Linked DNA regions of Mus musculus: regions 1 and 3 are each linked to region 2. Evidence: chromatin contacts called from public ChIA-PET and HiChIP or PLAC-seq data. All regions are on one chromosome and are shown on one strand. The core of a region is the stretch at or near the end of the contact, and the rest is flanking DNA. Distances in the headings are between cores, read along the strand shown. Region 1 has its middle 200 kb from the start of Rps6ka3. Region 2 has its middle 45 kb from the start of Rps6ka3. Region 3 has its middle 180 kb from the start of Rps6ka3.

Region 1 (2,700 bases), core at 16-2,515, 150 kb before region 2:
CAACTAATCTTGACTCTTGGGTCTCTCAGAACCTGAGCCACCAACCAAATAACACACACGGGCTGGACCTAGGCCTCCCTGCACAAATGTAGCAGATGTGCAGCTTGACCTTCATGTGGGTCCCAAACAACTGAAGTAGGGGCTATCTCAAGCACTGTTGCCTGTCTGTGGATCCTATTACCCTAATTGGGCTGCTTTGTCTGGCCTCAGTGGGAGAAGTGCCTAGCCTTGCAGAGATTGAAGTGCCAGGGTGAGAGGATACCCAGGGGACTCCCACCCTCTCAGAGAAGAAGGGAAGTGATATAGGGGGAAGGATTATGTGAGGGGGAGACTGGGAGGGGCAGTGAGCAGGATGGAAAGTGAATATTTTTTAAATAGTAATAGATAGATAGATAGATAGATAGATAGATAGATAGATAGATAGATAGATAGATAGATAGATAGATAACTCTAGGCATTGTGATGTATACTTACAACCCCAGCACTGGGAGGCAGAGCTAGGAGGATCCTTAAGAGCCTCTAGCCAGAAAGTCCAGCTTACTTGCTGATTTGCAGGCCAGTAAGGGACAGTATCTCAAAAATAAGGTAGACAGCACTTGAGGGATGCCACTTTAGGTTTCCTTTTGACTTTCACATATATGTTCACATATATACACAAGCATCTGCAAACACAAACATACACATGTGCACATATTCAAAAAAAAAGAAGAAAATCCACCGATGTTAAGTGCATTTCCAAGGATTATTAGAAAGAGAGCTATGGCCACAGAAAAATGAACAATAACAAAAATAAAACAACAACAACAAAAAACCCTCAGACTTCAAGCCTCATGTTGTTGCATCACACTGAAATTAAGTATGTCCGTCCAATTATTAACAGTGTAGATAGGAAGTATTTCTGTGCTCTGCATGTACAGAGTACCCATATTTACTTCAAAGAGTTCAACTGAACAAACCACCAGTCTGCCCAAGAAAAAAACCACCTCCAAGTATACCTTTTAGTTACTTAGGGTAAGAATACTTTTTTCCCTATATTTTTAATCACAAATCATTTGCCCACAGGTTTCTCTGTCTCATCAATGTTTCATGAAATGTTTCTAGCGTATGCCGGTTGTGTGCTGCAGACTGTTGAAGTATGATCTGAGACTTCTGCAGATTTCTACACTCTGAAACGACAAAAATGTTTGTGCAAGCTCCTGGCTATCTCCTAAATCATAGTTCCTTTTAAGAGCAACTTATTTCCTGTTCAGGTCCACACACCACAACTTATCTGCTTTTCAACTTTTACCAATGTTTTCTCTTTCACTTACAGCCACGTCTAACAAAGAAACATCTTTTAACTGCTTTGCACCCGATGTAAGTGGAGAACATAAAAACCGCACCAGGGTTGACAGGCTAGGCGGCCAGCTAAACTTAGTGATTAAATGATACAATTGCTATACCACAGCCTCAGAAAGTAGAATTCAAACTGCCAAAACAAGAATCTGGAATGGCAGATGCCCTCAACTTTCCTACCAGATTCAGAAACTGACTCATCTTTAGAGAGTCTAAAGCATAAAACAATGTCTGGACCCTAACAGGTACTCAACAAATAGTAACTAACCAGACTCTGAATTCTCCTTCTGCAGGACAACAAGGAAAGTGCATAGTCATTGAATGAAAGATACCCTTATCTCTTATGGTTACTGGACCATCTACTAGCTGTTCTCCATTCAAGAAAAAGTTATTATTTGTGCATAGTAACTAAGCATCACTGGGCCTCAAGTGTTTTCTAATATATTAGTATCTAATTCAAAGTTTGGTCTTTTTTACATAGAGGATTTTTAACTGCAGAGGAATGAGGCTCAGATCATCAGTGAGGTAGGATGACACTCAACCAACTATAAAAATCTCAAGAAGGATTAGAAAAGATCCCCCTGAAAGTCATCTAATAAATGTCAAAAGCTTTCCTCCATGTTTTAACCCTTTGAACCCAACAATTGCACATCTGGAAATTTCACCTTAGAAATAACAAAGGATGACTATGTATGAACTCACAAATATTTAGTAAAAATATAAAGAACACATGTTTTACTTGACAAGTGATATTAGAGGATAGTTCAAAGAAAAATAACAAAAAGTAATAATAACAGGAAAGAAATAGAATGGTAAGATGATATTTCCTCCCATTAATTAATCTGGCAGAATTAAAAACTTCAGTTAAATACCTATCATTGTCAGGGATTGAGAGTATGTAATAGGTACCCTTGTTTTGAGGTTACTTGCCTGAATGTATTGAAGTTATAAATGTCCATACTCTATAACACAGCTATTAGATCTTCAGGCATCTATCATATAGAAATGCACATGTACAAAATCTCCAGAAGTAGATATAAGAATACTGGTTACAATTGCCATTTATTGTTTTTAAAAATTACAAACAGAAGGTCTACAACTATTACCAGGAAAGTCTATATTATGTCATGTCAGTATTATGGAACAACTTGAATCCATTTTTTTTTTAAAAAAACAGTGTGTTGGGACTGGAGAGGTGGCCTGGTGAGTGGTGAACACTAACTACTACTTTTGTAGATGGCCTGGGTCTGATCTCCAGCATGCACATCACATAGCTTACAACCACATATGTCTCAGCTACAAAGTTTCTAATACTGTCTTCTTAACCTCCATAGGCACTTGCCTTATGTACACGAACCCAAACTC
Region 2 (2,700 bases), core at 109-2,608:
TTCTCTTTTAATCTCCAAGTTTCTACATTATAAAACATCAAAATATGTAAGCATGTATTATGAGCAGCAATGATTTTACTTTGCATTATTAGATATTCTTTTGGCTCTCATGCTTATGCAGACAGCAAAGAATTTTTGGGTTCTTGTGTCTATTCAGAAAGCAATGTTTTGAGGTTTTTTGGTTTGGTTTGGGGGTTTTTTGGTATTTTTGTTTTTTGTTTTTATTTTTGTTTTATGGGGGTTTTTTTGTGTTTCTCATTTCAATGTAGACACAATGGGAAGGTGGAGAGTATGTAACATGCACAGTACCCTGAGTTCAGTTCCCAGTACTGTAAAAAGAGAAAGGGAGGGGGGAGAGATGAAAAGGATTATGCAAAGTATAATTTCCCTCATAAATATCCCCTTCAGACTTTAGAAACAGGATTATCAGTTGCCCATCTGACAAGCCATCTCAAACTCAAGTTAGATGAAGATCACCCACCACATTAGAATGTGTTTGCTTCAGTTCATGTTGAAGTGAAGGGTGTTTTCCCTATATCTGATATCGTCACTGGAAGTACGTCATTTATGAAAGGAAACAAAGGAGCCACCACTGCTACCACCATCGCCATGGCCATATCATCTTAAATCGGGATAGGGGAGGTTACTGAAACAGCCCTTCAAACACAGTGTCTCCCAGTAAGACACTGCTGCCACTGACGTCAGCAGGAAGGCCGTGTACAGAGTGTCCAGTGGAGAGACGGTACAAAATATTCAAGCTGATGAAGATCCTATGAATCAAATGGCCCTGCTGTGCTCTGCTCAACACTATTTCTGTCTTGCGTGAGGTATGTATCCTGAATTTGATTCACTGGTTTTTAACACCATTCACTGACAGTATGGTGTTTGGTTGAAGCAAGAGACTTCAATTAGGAACTGAAAAATCCTCTGCAGTACGATTGAAGCATAGCAGTTTCAGACAGGTAGAAAGCTGTAAGGACTACAAAAGGCCGGGAAGGAATTGCATTTGTAATTACTTGCTAAGGGAGGATGGGCAATGCAAAAGGTAGCTAAGAAGCAGGTAACTCAGCCAGCCTCAGGCTTGAGTTTGGGACTATGACTCAGGAAGATCTCTTAGTACCCATTGGCCTCAGTTTCTTGATCTGAAAAAATAGAGCTAGTGCAGAAACAATCCAAAAGAAAAAATTTTTTTACATGATGAAATGAAGCAGTCACTAAATGCAGAGTGGGACCTTTTTTTTTTTTAAACCGGAAGTGTTCTTGGAAGTCATTCAAGCCAGTGCTTCACCACCCCCACTTGAGAAGATGTAACACAGAGCCACAAGAAGACTGGAGTCCTGTGGTTACTGCAGCTAGTAGCGCACTCAGGCCGGTAAACCTAAGACTGTTTCCTGTGCTTATTTGCGTTGTTCCTCTACCAGCATACCCTGCTGCCTACCCTCTTCCACAGAGCAGAACTCCAGGAAATAGCTAGGAACTTCTTCCCCTTCCTCTAGAGAGACATGTCTCAGGCACAGGGAACTAAAAGGTATGGACTTTTCTAATGAAGCTTTTGCCTCCTGCTCACTTTAATCCACTGCAAATGTCTCTGGGAAATAAAATATTGGCAGGTTTGTCCAACAGCTGCTCAGCCTAGAGACCACAGCTTATTTTGGTCCATTTATGTTAACTCATCTGTCTTAAGCTCTTTGTTAGTGACTCACTGCATACTGCTACCAAAAATATACACCAAAATCCAAGAATCATTCATATGAAGGGCAAGCCTCTTCCTTAAAATGCTGCATTTCTGCCTTGTTTTGATGAAGTTATTCCTCCCCTGCCCCCATTACGTTTTCCTCTCTCCTTTTCTTTCTTCTCCATCTTTGATCACCACCAGTAGCTTGGAAGCTGCAGGGTGTGATCAAGAGAACTGTAGACAATCTGACTTTGGTGCTGGCCTGAAATTCTTCAGCTGTTAAAACCTAGCAACATCACAACTGTCTAAAGCGTAAGTTTCCTTCCCTATACTATGGCGGGGGGGGGGGCTGTTAATACTGTAGCTCCCACCAACACGATTCCAAGAACTTTCTTGTAACTTCCCCTTAAAGATTCCAATCTCAGAAGAAAGGATCTTTTCTTTCATTACCCTCCGTGTGTGTGTATGTGTGTGTGTGTGTGTGTGTGTGTGTGTGTGTGTGAGTGTGTGTGTACATTCCACATCACACCACACTTGAAAAGGTAAAAGGACACTTTTGTAGAATGGGTCCTCTCTCCATGTGAAATCAATGAAATTAGGTTGCCAAGCTTGGTGGCAAGCACCATTACCCACTGAACCATTCTGCCAAGCCTGTCAGGAGGGTATTCATTTGCTACATAAACTGCATTTTAAAATGAAACATTAACATCCCCCATCTTCTATTAATTGCTCATATAAACAATCTAATTAACATACAGAAGAAATAATCAAGAATAGTATTAAATAGGAAATGAAAAATGTGTGAAAGATAAAGTTGATTTACTTACCAAAATGCACTGAGACTTATCACAGGAAAGAAAACATGTCATCTTTGTTAGACTGAGCAAAATATTGAAGACAATTTATATGCTATGCTGTAGATTTAAAAATAGACAGATGTGGGAAGGATACAGACCAATTTCAGGGTGATGTTGACTTCCAGGGAGGAGGAAAAGGAAGGAGATAGGAGAGCAGATTTCCAAGTG
Region 3 (2,700 bases), core at 92-2,591, 130 kb before region 2:
GAAGCCTTAACGAGTTTATGGATGCCTGACTCTCCTCCTTTCATCAAGTCTATAAAACAACAATGGTATAATTTTTAACAGACACTTAGTTCTTACTATGTTCCAGTGTTCATACTGCAAAGTAACACTTTGCAAATCTTAACCCATGAAATTCACATCATAGCATTACTGGTTTGTTTTGTTTTGTTTTGTTTTCCCATTGTAATTAAGGAAGCTGGGACACAGAAAAGTTCTTGAAGGTCAGACAACTATTAAGTAGAAGAGCCAAGATTATAAACTCAGGCCACCCCAGTCATAGATTCTGTGCTTTTAACCCTAAGTCCTGTTGTGCTAACATTTACCAAGCACTTCCTGAGTGCCAGACATCATGCTAAGTGTCTTACACATGAGAGAACTAAAGCTTGGAAAGAGTTAGGTACCTTTCTGAAAAACCACGAGTCTAGAAGCGACAAGTTGAGATTCCGACCCATGTTTCTTGGCCTTTGGGGCCTGGATTCTTAATACTTGTAGACTGGGACTTCTATTTTAGGCTTCATTTATCTTCAAGCATTCTCAGGGTTATCTCACATAGCCAGTGTTCCCTAAACTTATCTGTATGCTTCATCCAGAGGTCTTGATAAATTTGGGTTTTAGATCAACACATGTGGGCCTAGGCCCAAGATTCTGCACGTCTCCCGGGCACCCTGGTGACCAGGATGCTGCCCACACAGGGGCATATGGAGGGTGCAGACAGCAAGAGATGGACATTATCCTTTGCAAGGCTCGAACTGTAGTATATATAAAAGAAGAAAGAACTAGAAATATTCAATAAAGTTCTCTTAGGGCTTTTAAAGCTCCTAGTGTGGTTCAGAATGTGATTCCCCCCCCCCCATGCCTTCAGAGCTCCTTTTCAAAGCAACTAAGTAATGTGAGTGACCACAAGCATCATTAAAGACAAAAGACCCACATGTCCAAGACCCTTATTTTACACCAGTGAGGAAGCACAGCCAAGAAGTGACTTGCCAAGGTTACAGGGCTAGGGAACATAGGTGCCACTGACACAGGCGGATGCTGCTTAGACCTATTATGCCTGTGGCTGTCCTATTCAAAGTCAGAGGCTGGTTGTTGATGTATGAGATAACTCTATTTCTGACCAGCTCTCTCCTACTGCTTCCAGCCAAGAGCTGGACTCAGAGGAACACCCAAAATGCCTCTTTCGTGATGCCTTGGGGTCAGCAACACACCCCCTATAGCCTGAACAGACAGGAAGCAAAAGTGAGACAGGAAGGAATATGCAGAGTGGCCTGAATTTAGGAGGATTGATACCACAAAAAGGAAGGGGTGAGGTTCCCACATGCCCTGAGGTGCAGAGGAAGTGGTTAGAGTCCTTGTGAGAGCTGACAACTTGAGAACAAAGGAATACTACAGACAGCCTAGATTTCAGGCTATGAAGAAGGGGTTTGCTGCTATATCTGTGACAAGAAATCCCGCCTACCCTGGAGCAGACCTGAGCTCTATAAAGGTACAAACCCAGGTAACAGAAAGACTAGAAAGACCAAACCTTCAAGGTCGAAGCTGGGAGCCAACCTCACCCTGGAGCCCTGGTTTCTAAATGTCTAGAGCAGTGGTTCTCAACCTTCCTAATGCTGAGACCCTTGAATACAGTTCCTCATGTTGTTATGACTCCAAACTATCAAGTTATTTTCATTGCTACTTCATAACTGTAATTTTGCTACTGTTATGAATTGTAATGTAAATATTTTTGGAGATAGAGGGTTCCCAAAGGGGTTGTGACCCACAGACTGAGAACCACTGGTCTAGAGCCATCTTCCTTTACTTAGTAGGTCTTTAGTAAAATCCACAGTCCAATGTGTCAGGTGCTGTGGGATACATAATGAAAGTAAAACAGCGTGGTCAGTATCCACATGTAATTAATTGTTGATTTCGTGGAACAATCTGAGTATTCAGAGTTCCCGAAGCAAGCAGGAAGAAATAGATGTTAGTAGAGGAGCTCACAAGGGAAAACAGGAATGAGCCTAAGGAAATCAGAAGAGGTTCCATGGAAAAGTTGCCATCTGAGTTAAGAGGTCCTAAGCAGGTGTGACTGAACACTAGAATGTCCTTGATTCTTACTCTGTCCCTGTATCGCCAGCCTTTAGCCTGTAACTTCATACCCATCCCCTGTTCTGGGGCATCCAGCCCCATGGCTTGCTTTGGCCATCCAGATGTTAGAATAGACAAAGGAGAGGTCTAAAATATTACCTAATAGATCAACTTGAATTTTTATATTTCAGTCATCACTAAGGAAATAGGCTAAGGCTACTCTACCAGAGGCCAAGACAAGCAGGCCATAGCCAATTCAGTCCAGTTATCCTAGTGAAGAGCTTGTCAGACTAATATATGAGTGAGCTCAGTCAAGGGCAACAGAGACACCTAGTCACCTGTTTCAAGCATGACGTGTTTATTATTGTATGCCATGGAGGTTTTGTGACTGTTTCAGGCATCATTATTATGAAAATAAGTAACTGATATAATAAGCAAAAAGTCTGTGAGACTGGAACACTTGAGTATTGCCTGGAGAGATTCCTTTGGAAAACTAGCTTCATGTGATTTTAATAAGTACTACTTAAAATAAGGCTCTGCTGGTTAAATACATTGGGGAAATGCCGAGTAAATGAAAATAACAGGTTTCTTGATGGAAGGCTTCCCAGGGACTTGTCT

What was found. ChIA-PET counts read pairs in DNA pulled down with a chosen protein or histone mark. HiChIP or PLAC-seq counts read pairs in DNA pulled down with a chosen protein or histone mark.
Region 1: an H3K27ac HiChIP or PLAC-seq map of regulatory T cells shows a contact between it and region 2, with 5 times the contacts expected there. The contact joins two enhancer-like sites. A contact is called at or near these places in 5 of 39 promoter capture datasets (3T3-L1-derived adipocytes, the C10 cell line, hippocampal neurons and 2 more), 7 of 484 Hi-C or Micro-C datasets (CD4 T cells, CD8 T cells, CD8 central memory T cells and 3 more), 3 of 115 datasets of contacts at active chromatin or transcription factors (embryonic stem cells, memory CD8 T cells and regulatory T cells) and 3 of 9 other capture datasets (adipose tissue, liver and pancreatic islet).
Region 3: an RNA polymerase II ChIA-PET map of memory CD8 T cells shows a contact between it and region 2, with 12 read pairs. The contact joins two enhancer-like sites. A contact is called at or near these places in 1 of 39 promoter capture datasets (pre-B cells), 3 of 484 Hi-C or Micro-C datasets (CD4 T cells and CD8 T cells), 1 of 115 datasets of contacts at active chromatin or transcription factors (memory CD8 T cells) and 1 of 9 other capture datasets (adipose tissue).

What each region holds. Positions count from the first base shown.
Region 1 is chrX:159,054,951-159,057,650 of GRCm38.p6, forward strand. No RefSeq gene overlaps it. Among named protein-coding and RNA genes, the nearest start is that of Rps6ka3, 200 kb to the right of the region's middle. Within about 2 kb of position 1,266, at least 19 of the 459 cell types and tissues checked have an H3K27ac peak or open chromatin away from gene starts, as enhancers often do. A contact at or near this core is called in CD8 T cells, CD8 central memory T cells, group 2 innate lymphoid cells and 2 more, where this site is marked.
Region 2 is chrX:159,209,738-159,212,437 of GRCm38.p6, forward strand. No RefSeq gene overlaps it. Among named protein-coding and RNA genes, the nearest start is that of Rps6ka3, 45 kb to the right of the region's middle. Within about 2 kb of position 1,359, at least 46 of the 459 cell types and tissues checked have an H3K27ac peak or open chromatin away from gene starts, as enhancers often do. A contact at or near this core is called in CD8 T cells, CD8 central memory T cells, group 2 innate lymphoid cells and 2 more, where this site is marked.
Region 3 is chrX:159,079,405-159,082,104 of GRCm38.p6, forward strand. No RefSeq gene overlaps it. Among named protein-coding and RNA genes, the nearest start is that of Rps6ka3, 180 kb to the right of the region's middle. Within about 2 kb of position 1,342, at least 39 of the 459 cell types and tissues checked have an H3K27ac peak or open chromatin away from gene starts, as enhancers often do. A contact at or near this core is called in CD8 T cells and memory CD8 T cells, where this site is marked.